Regions from separate parts of the Mus musculus genome. Here region 2 is linked to region 1. Evidence: chromatin contacts called from public promoter capture Hi-C data. All regions are on one chromosome and are shown on one strand. Each heading gives the region's core, a stretch centred on a gene start, on an enhancer-like site or on the middle of the called end of the contact. The rest is flanking DNA. Distances are from core to core; before and after follow the strand shown. Region 1 holds the start of Il17rb (interleukin 17 receptor B). Region 2 overlaps Dcp1a (decapping mRNA 1A).

The links. Promoter capture Hi-C pulls out the DNA fragments that hold promoters and counts their contacts.
Region 2: a contact with region 1 is called in a promoter capture Hi-C map of cranial neural crest. The contact joins the enhancer-like site here to the promoter of Il17rb in region 1. A contact is called at or near these places in 9 of 39 promoter capture datasets (the C10 cell line, the HPC-7 cell line, cranial neural crest and 6 more), 8 of 484 Hi-C or Micro-C datasets (the HPC-7 cell line, bone marrow-derived macrophages, cerebellum and 5 more), 6 of 115 datasets of contacts at active chromatin or transcription factors (astrocytes, cardiomyocytes and embryonic stem cells) and 4 of 9 other capture datasets (adipose tissue, embryonic stem cells, liver and 1 more).

Annotation. Positions count from the first base shown.
Region 1 is chr14:30,007,493-30,010,564 of GRCm38.p6, reverse strand. It overlaps Il17rb (interleukin 17 receptor B), which reads left to right and starts at 1,669. Exons shown (of 11, transcript NM_019583.3): 1 at 1,669-1,833. The coding sequence starts at 1,774. Chdh (choline dehydrogenase) reads right to left here and starts at 1,565. Exons shown (of 8, transcript NM_001136240.1): 1 at 1,332-1,565.
Region 2 is chr14:30,515,062-30,518,133 of GRCm38.p6, reverse strand. All of the region lies in intron 6 of Dcp1a (decapping mRNA 1A), which reads right to left. Among named protein-coding and RNA genes, the nearest start is that of Gm35566, 32 kb to the right of the region's middle. Within about 2 kb of position 1,648, at least 6 of the 459 cell types and tissues checked have an H3K27ac peak or open chromatin away from gene starts, as enhancers often do. A contact at or near this core is called in cerebellum, where this site is marked.

The sequences.
Region 1 (3,072 bases), core at 420-2,919:
CAAGAACTTTCCTGCCCGCCTTTCTGTCTCAGGGGCCAAGAAATGGCTGACTTGTCCCTGGACCTGACCTCTCTATCCCTGCTGTCCCAAAGCCCCTTGCCTTTTGCCTTGAGCTGACTACAGCAGGCTGTGTTCTGCCAGAGCAGCCCAGGGACTGGCACTCAGCTACTCACCGAGTAAACACGTGTTGGCAATCGGCTGTGACTTGCTCAGCTGAGAGGGAGTGCTCTCTACTTGCTCTGCACAGCCCCATGGGCTGTTTTTCAAAACTGGAAACTGATTGTTATCTAAACATCTGCCTGGCTCCTCAGCCCCATAGGGCAAAGTTCTCAGATAGAAGCTGGAAAACAAGGCCGTCTCCATTTTGTCTTCCCACCAGGGCAGGTACTCTGGCCTTGCATGTTCCTGTCACAGTGCTCAGCTCCATGCCAAGAGCATGCACCTTTGCACCCTGGTAGCAGGCAAGGGTTTACCGGTCAGAAAGGCTGCTATGAAAGCTTATTGTTCCCAGGAACCACTGAGCCTGAACGGCTCGCTGAGGTTGAGTGGGAGCCCAGGATGGCCCAGTTCCAGGCGAGGGTGGGGCTACAACCTCCCTTCTGTCAATCTCCTTGGTCAGGCACCAGAACAAGTTTCTCAGGAAACTATTCCTTGCAATCCAACAGAGGCTAGGGACGGAGCCTTCTCCAGGTGAATCAAAACCAGAATCTTCACCTGAAGTCTGTCTCACTGATGAATTTAGTCTGTATCCCAGTCGGGCTTCAGCAAATACAGCCACTTGACTCCACCCAACCTCTTAGCAGGGAGAAGCAGGACTTGTGCCTGAAGCTCTCTCCAATTCCACTGTCTACGTGTCTGGTGAGCCCAGCTCTGCTAACGATATAGGAAGGGCTGAAGCAGCAGAATTCCAGGCTCTGTAGCCCTTTCTCTAACCCCAAATGATACTGGGCTATCCCCCTCTCAAGCCATTTCATCTCAAAAGGATGGTCCCTGGCCCACCTTCCCAAAATTAAGGTCCGAGAGGTGGTGGAGAGTCGGGCAGATCTCACTCAGGCAGAAGCAGCACTGCCAAATGTCAGAACCTTAGCTCGGAACCCACAGTGCTGAGACACCAGCTTCGGGACCCCAGATGTAACCGCCAGGCCTCATTCTATAGGAGTACACTTAACCAGAAAGCCTGAGAGGCCAGGGGTGGAGATTCCTATCACTGTTACCTTGTAACTGTTAAGTTCCTGTCGCTAGTTCTCTCAAAACCCAGAAGGTTTCAGTGGCTTGAGCCCCTCCGCTTCAGGTCCTCACCCAGCCTAGGACCTGAAAAGCTAGCTACTCACCCGGGACAACTCCGCACCTGGGCCAGGACGCGAAGGACAGGAGCCAGGAGAGCCGAGAAGGCAGTGGCCGCTGATCCTCGCCCGCTGCTCTTTAACTGGCGTCCCGGGAGTGCCGCGAGCTGCTCCGTCTGGCTCCAGGCGCGGGTGCGGTCGCCCCACCTGGCCTGCGGCACACACCTGTGCGCGGGGCTCGACACGCCCCGCGCCTGCTGGAGCTTCAGTCCTCCCGGGCCTGAGTCATTCGCACCCCGCCTACCCCCGCGAGCCCCGAGGGCGACAAGGCGGCCACTTTACTGTCTTGGGACCAGGCCAGCGCCGGCTTGGGCAGGGCGGTACTGTGGGAGGCGGAGCCCGGAGAACTGCGGCGGGCGCCTGGATAAGAGGACCCTGGACCTCTGGCCCCAGCTCCGCGTGGTGGTGGGCGGTGGCCAGTGGCCGGGCCATGTTGCTAGTGTTGCTGATCTTGGCTGCATCGTGCAGGAGCGCCCTGCCTCGAGAGCCGGTAAGCATCCCCCTCCATTGTGGGCACCCTTTCGGTTCCCATCCGTTTAGCTGAACCCTGACAAGCGACAAGCGCCTGAAAACCTGCCAGCTCAACTGTCAAGGAATTGTCCATGAACCATCCTTAGAAAGGGGCCAGTTTGCACCCCTGAGCTAACCGCGATGGGTCTTGAACTCACACCACCCATCTATTGCCATCCTGGAAGGTATCAGTTGTCAGACTGCTTCCCAGGGGAATGAGGTTTAGAACTGTCACAGATGCCACCTGGGCATTTGAGTCGTAGTATTCTCCTCAAAAAGAAAAAGGGTGGTACTCAACTCACACAGGTATGCCTTGTCCTGGGTTAATGATGACAAACAAGACAGTACTGCTTACATCTGTGCTGCCCACCTCTTGGGTCAACAGACAGCCTGCATCAGTTTGCTTGCTTGCTTTTCCTTTCTGTCTAGGGCCATGTTAACTCCTGAAGGCAGCTTTCCTTTCTTCTCCAGTCCCCATGAATGAAAGAATCTTTCTAGGAGGGAAAAGCGCATCCTCAACAAGGCATTCAGATGCAAGCCCTGCTCTCTTCACACATTGGAAGGCATCCTTGGTGACTGTGGAAAGTCACAGCTTATTTATGGTGTCCTGAAGCCCTTGCCGTCTCTGTGCAAGAGAAAAAAACTGTCCTGGGGGCAGCTGTGAAGAACATTGAATGAACTCTGCAAAATGTAGAGCCCTCACCTGGCTTTTCCTACACACCTTGTCTTGCTCCCATTCAAGTAGAACTTGGTTCCTAGTAGGTGGCTCATTTGCTTAATAAGAGAATGTCACAAAGCAAAGGACAGTGGATGACATCATCCAAACCCCATTTGCTCCATCAAAACCTCTGCTTTCTGCCTTCACCAAGGTTTTGGAAATGAGAGAGCTGAGATCTTAAGAGTCCTTTGGGTTTGTCACATTGTGTCTTGCCACTGAAGATTACTGACAACTAAAATAAATGTTTTAGGCTCAATATACTATTTCCAAACTAGTACTCTTCCCTTTTAATGGAAACGTCAAAGGGTTTAGTAACTGGCCTTTCGTAGACAGTAGGGGGGTTTTACTTTTTTGAAAGCTGTTTTAGAAAGATGAGGTCACTGTCCCCAACGGATTTCTAAGTAGCTCAGCTGAGTTCTGGATCATTCAGAAGTATGATATGAGCTTGTGTGTGTGTGTGTGTGTGTGTCCTGCGGGCTGCAGTCATTGCTCCCCGCTTTC
Region 2 (3,072 bases), core at 399-2,898, 510 kb before region 1:
CTATGGCCTTATATTTAGAGTGAGATTCTGAACCTGGAGCGCGCGCGCGCGCGCGTGTGTGTGTGTGTGTGTGTGTGTGTGTGTGTGTGTGTGTTTGGTATTATGAGACAAGGTCTTTCCACACTGCTTGGGCTGTCCTGGAACTATGTAGACTGGATTGGCCTTAAACTCAGAGAGATCCTCCTACAGTGAGTCTACATCCAAATCCCTTTATAAATTACAGGAGTAACAACAATAGTATCCTATCAATTCACAAGGCTCATTCCCTCATAGTCTTACATTCTCCAGATCCCACTATTCTCAAGTACTAACTGGAAAATTTACATAACTGTAAACATAAAAAAATATAATCACAAATGTAACTGTGACAATTATTTCACAGCTCTACTATGAAGCCAGGCTGGCCTTGAAGCTTCAACAATTCTGGTTCAGCTTCCTGATTACTGAATGCCCAGTAGTTTAAAAAAAAACCAAAAGCCAAAAACCAAACCTATTCTTTATGCTGAAACAAGACGGCTAGAGATTCTGTGACAAAAAATGAACTAAAACGTGCATGTGGTAGTTCATCCCTATAATCCCAGGATGGGGAGGCTGAGGCAGGAGGACTAGTCTGAATATAAGGTAATCCAAGGCAACAAAGCATGTTTCCAAACTAGACAACCAACCGACCAATATCCTACCTCCCTCCTCACCCGCCCCCAGAAAATAAAAACAAAACAAAATAATCTCAACCCCCCTAAGCTGTGAGTAGAGCACACTGTAATAGTAGACTCAGGAGACGGAGACAGAGGCTCAGAGGTTCAGAGTCACCTTCAGCTCCATACTGAGCTCCGTACTCTATTAGATGAGACCATCCTCGAGAACCAATCCAACCCAGCCCAATGTAGACAAAGAAAACCAAAGCAAAGTACTAGAGCGCAGTACATTCATCAGTGCAATTGATGTGAGTCGTAAGCAACGTACCGTTCCACATACATGTCAACATTTGTTTACATAGATTTATTTTGAAAACTAAAGGTGCTACGGTTATTTTGCAGAAATTCCGGGTAAGGGGGGAGGGTATGGGGGACTTTTGGGATAGCATTTGAAATGTAAATGAAGAAAATACCTAATAATAATAACAACAACAACAATAATAATAAAAAAGAAACGTGGAAAAAGAAAAAAAAAAAGAAATTCCGGGTAAGAAGCCATACTTCTATTTTAGAGAGTAGGAACAATTCAATTCAATAAAAACAGAAGGAAACACACTGGGGAAAGAGAACCAAGAGAACTTAATGGTGAATTATCAAAGTGAAGTCTATTTCTGCGTGAGTTGTATTTGTGGTATACATACAAGTTCATGTGGATGTACACATGTGTGCATGTATGTGGAGGCCAGGCGTCAATGTCAGATGTATTCCTCACTCTTCACCGTGAAGAGACAAGGTCTCTCAATGAACCAGAACGCGTCTACTCAGCGATCTGCCTTCCCAGTGCTGGACTACAACACGAAGCCAGCAAGCCCGAATGCCAGCAAGCCCGGCTTCTTATGTGCTGCTAGGGATCCAAAGCCCGCCATATGCTCTCTCCACAAGCACAGTACTGTTGCACCATCTCTGTGGCCCCAGGAAATGGACTTTAATACTGAGGCCTGGCAGCATGATCTGCTTGCCACTCAGCACTAGATGGCAGCATCACTAAATAAATAGAGCAACTCTCTGTGTAAGGGCGGATTAGGGATTTGCAATAGTTTTAGACAATTACACAGCCTTTTCATAATATATCATTACATATCATAATAATTACAATGCTTTGTAATTCCTTGGCTTTAGCTGAAAAAAGTTGCAATTTTATTTTATTTTGTGTTTTTGAGACAGTCTTGCAACATAGCCTTCATAGTCTTCATACAAGTGGTTCTTCTACTCATTTGCATACTTGTAATTCCAGCACTGGGTTGGTAAGGATGGACTGATAACGGGGACTTACTGGCCAGACTAGCCAGCCATGCAAGCTGCAGGCTAACGACAAACTCTGCTTAAAAATGAGATAAGAGAAAATGGTAGACAGAGTGTAAGGAATGGCACTTGAGGAGTCCTGCCTGCCACATGCACACGTGTGTGAGAGTACCTGCATGCACGTGTGCACACTTCCCACACTCTGCTAAAGCAAACAAATTTGTTGAGCTGGGCATGGTGGTATATGTCTGTAATCCCAGCTCTTGGGAGGTGGGGAGAGGATGATGAGAAGTTCAAGGTTGACCCTAGATTATACAGGGAGTTTGAGGCCAGCCTGGGTTATTATATGAGACACTGTCTCATAACAAATGAAAAACAAGGGTGGAGAGGTAAGGGAGACTTACTGGTATATGTATATACACGATTGTAATATAACAACCTTGTTAACATGTATATTCCATGCTAATAAAGACGCATGCCCTCTTCTCCTACCACCATCTTTTTCATTTCTCCCTTTTTCCTTTTTGTTGTATTTTGTTACTTTATTATTATTTTTTTTTCCCCAAGTCAGGGTTTCTCTGTGTAGCCCTGGCTGTCCTGGAACTCACTCTATAGACCAAGCTGGCCTCAAACTCAGAAATCCACCTGCCTCTGCCTCCCAAGTGCTGGGATTAAAGGCGTGTGTCAACACGCCCAGCTGAATTTTGGCTTTTTGTGACAAGGTCTCTCAAGCGCTGGCTGTCCTGGAACTCGATGTATAGACCAGGTGACCCCAGCTCGAAGAGATCTGCCTCTGAGTTCTTAAAGTTGTGTACCACCACGCCCAGCTCAAATCAAGAATGTGAATGCTAAGCAAATAGAATCACAATATGTAGTCTTTTGAGTCTTTCTCATTTAGCATAAGTGCCAGAGACTTGTTAAAGTTGCTGTATATATCCAGTTTGTTTCCTTCCCACTCTCCTTTAGAAGGTTGGAACCCATGCATGCCGGACAAGCAGCATCCCAGCCCAGGTTTGTCCTTCCTGCTAAGTTGTATTAGTTGATAGAGCAGTTCATACTGAGTATCCCAGACCTGAAATACATGAGACTAGAAGCATTTAAAATGTGAGGGTTTCCTAGGGTTTTAGAAATATAT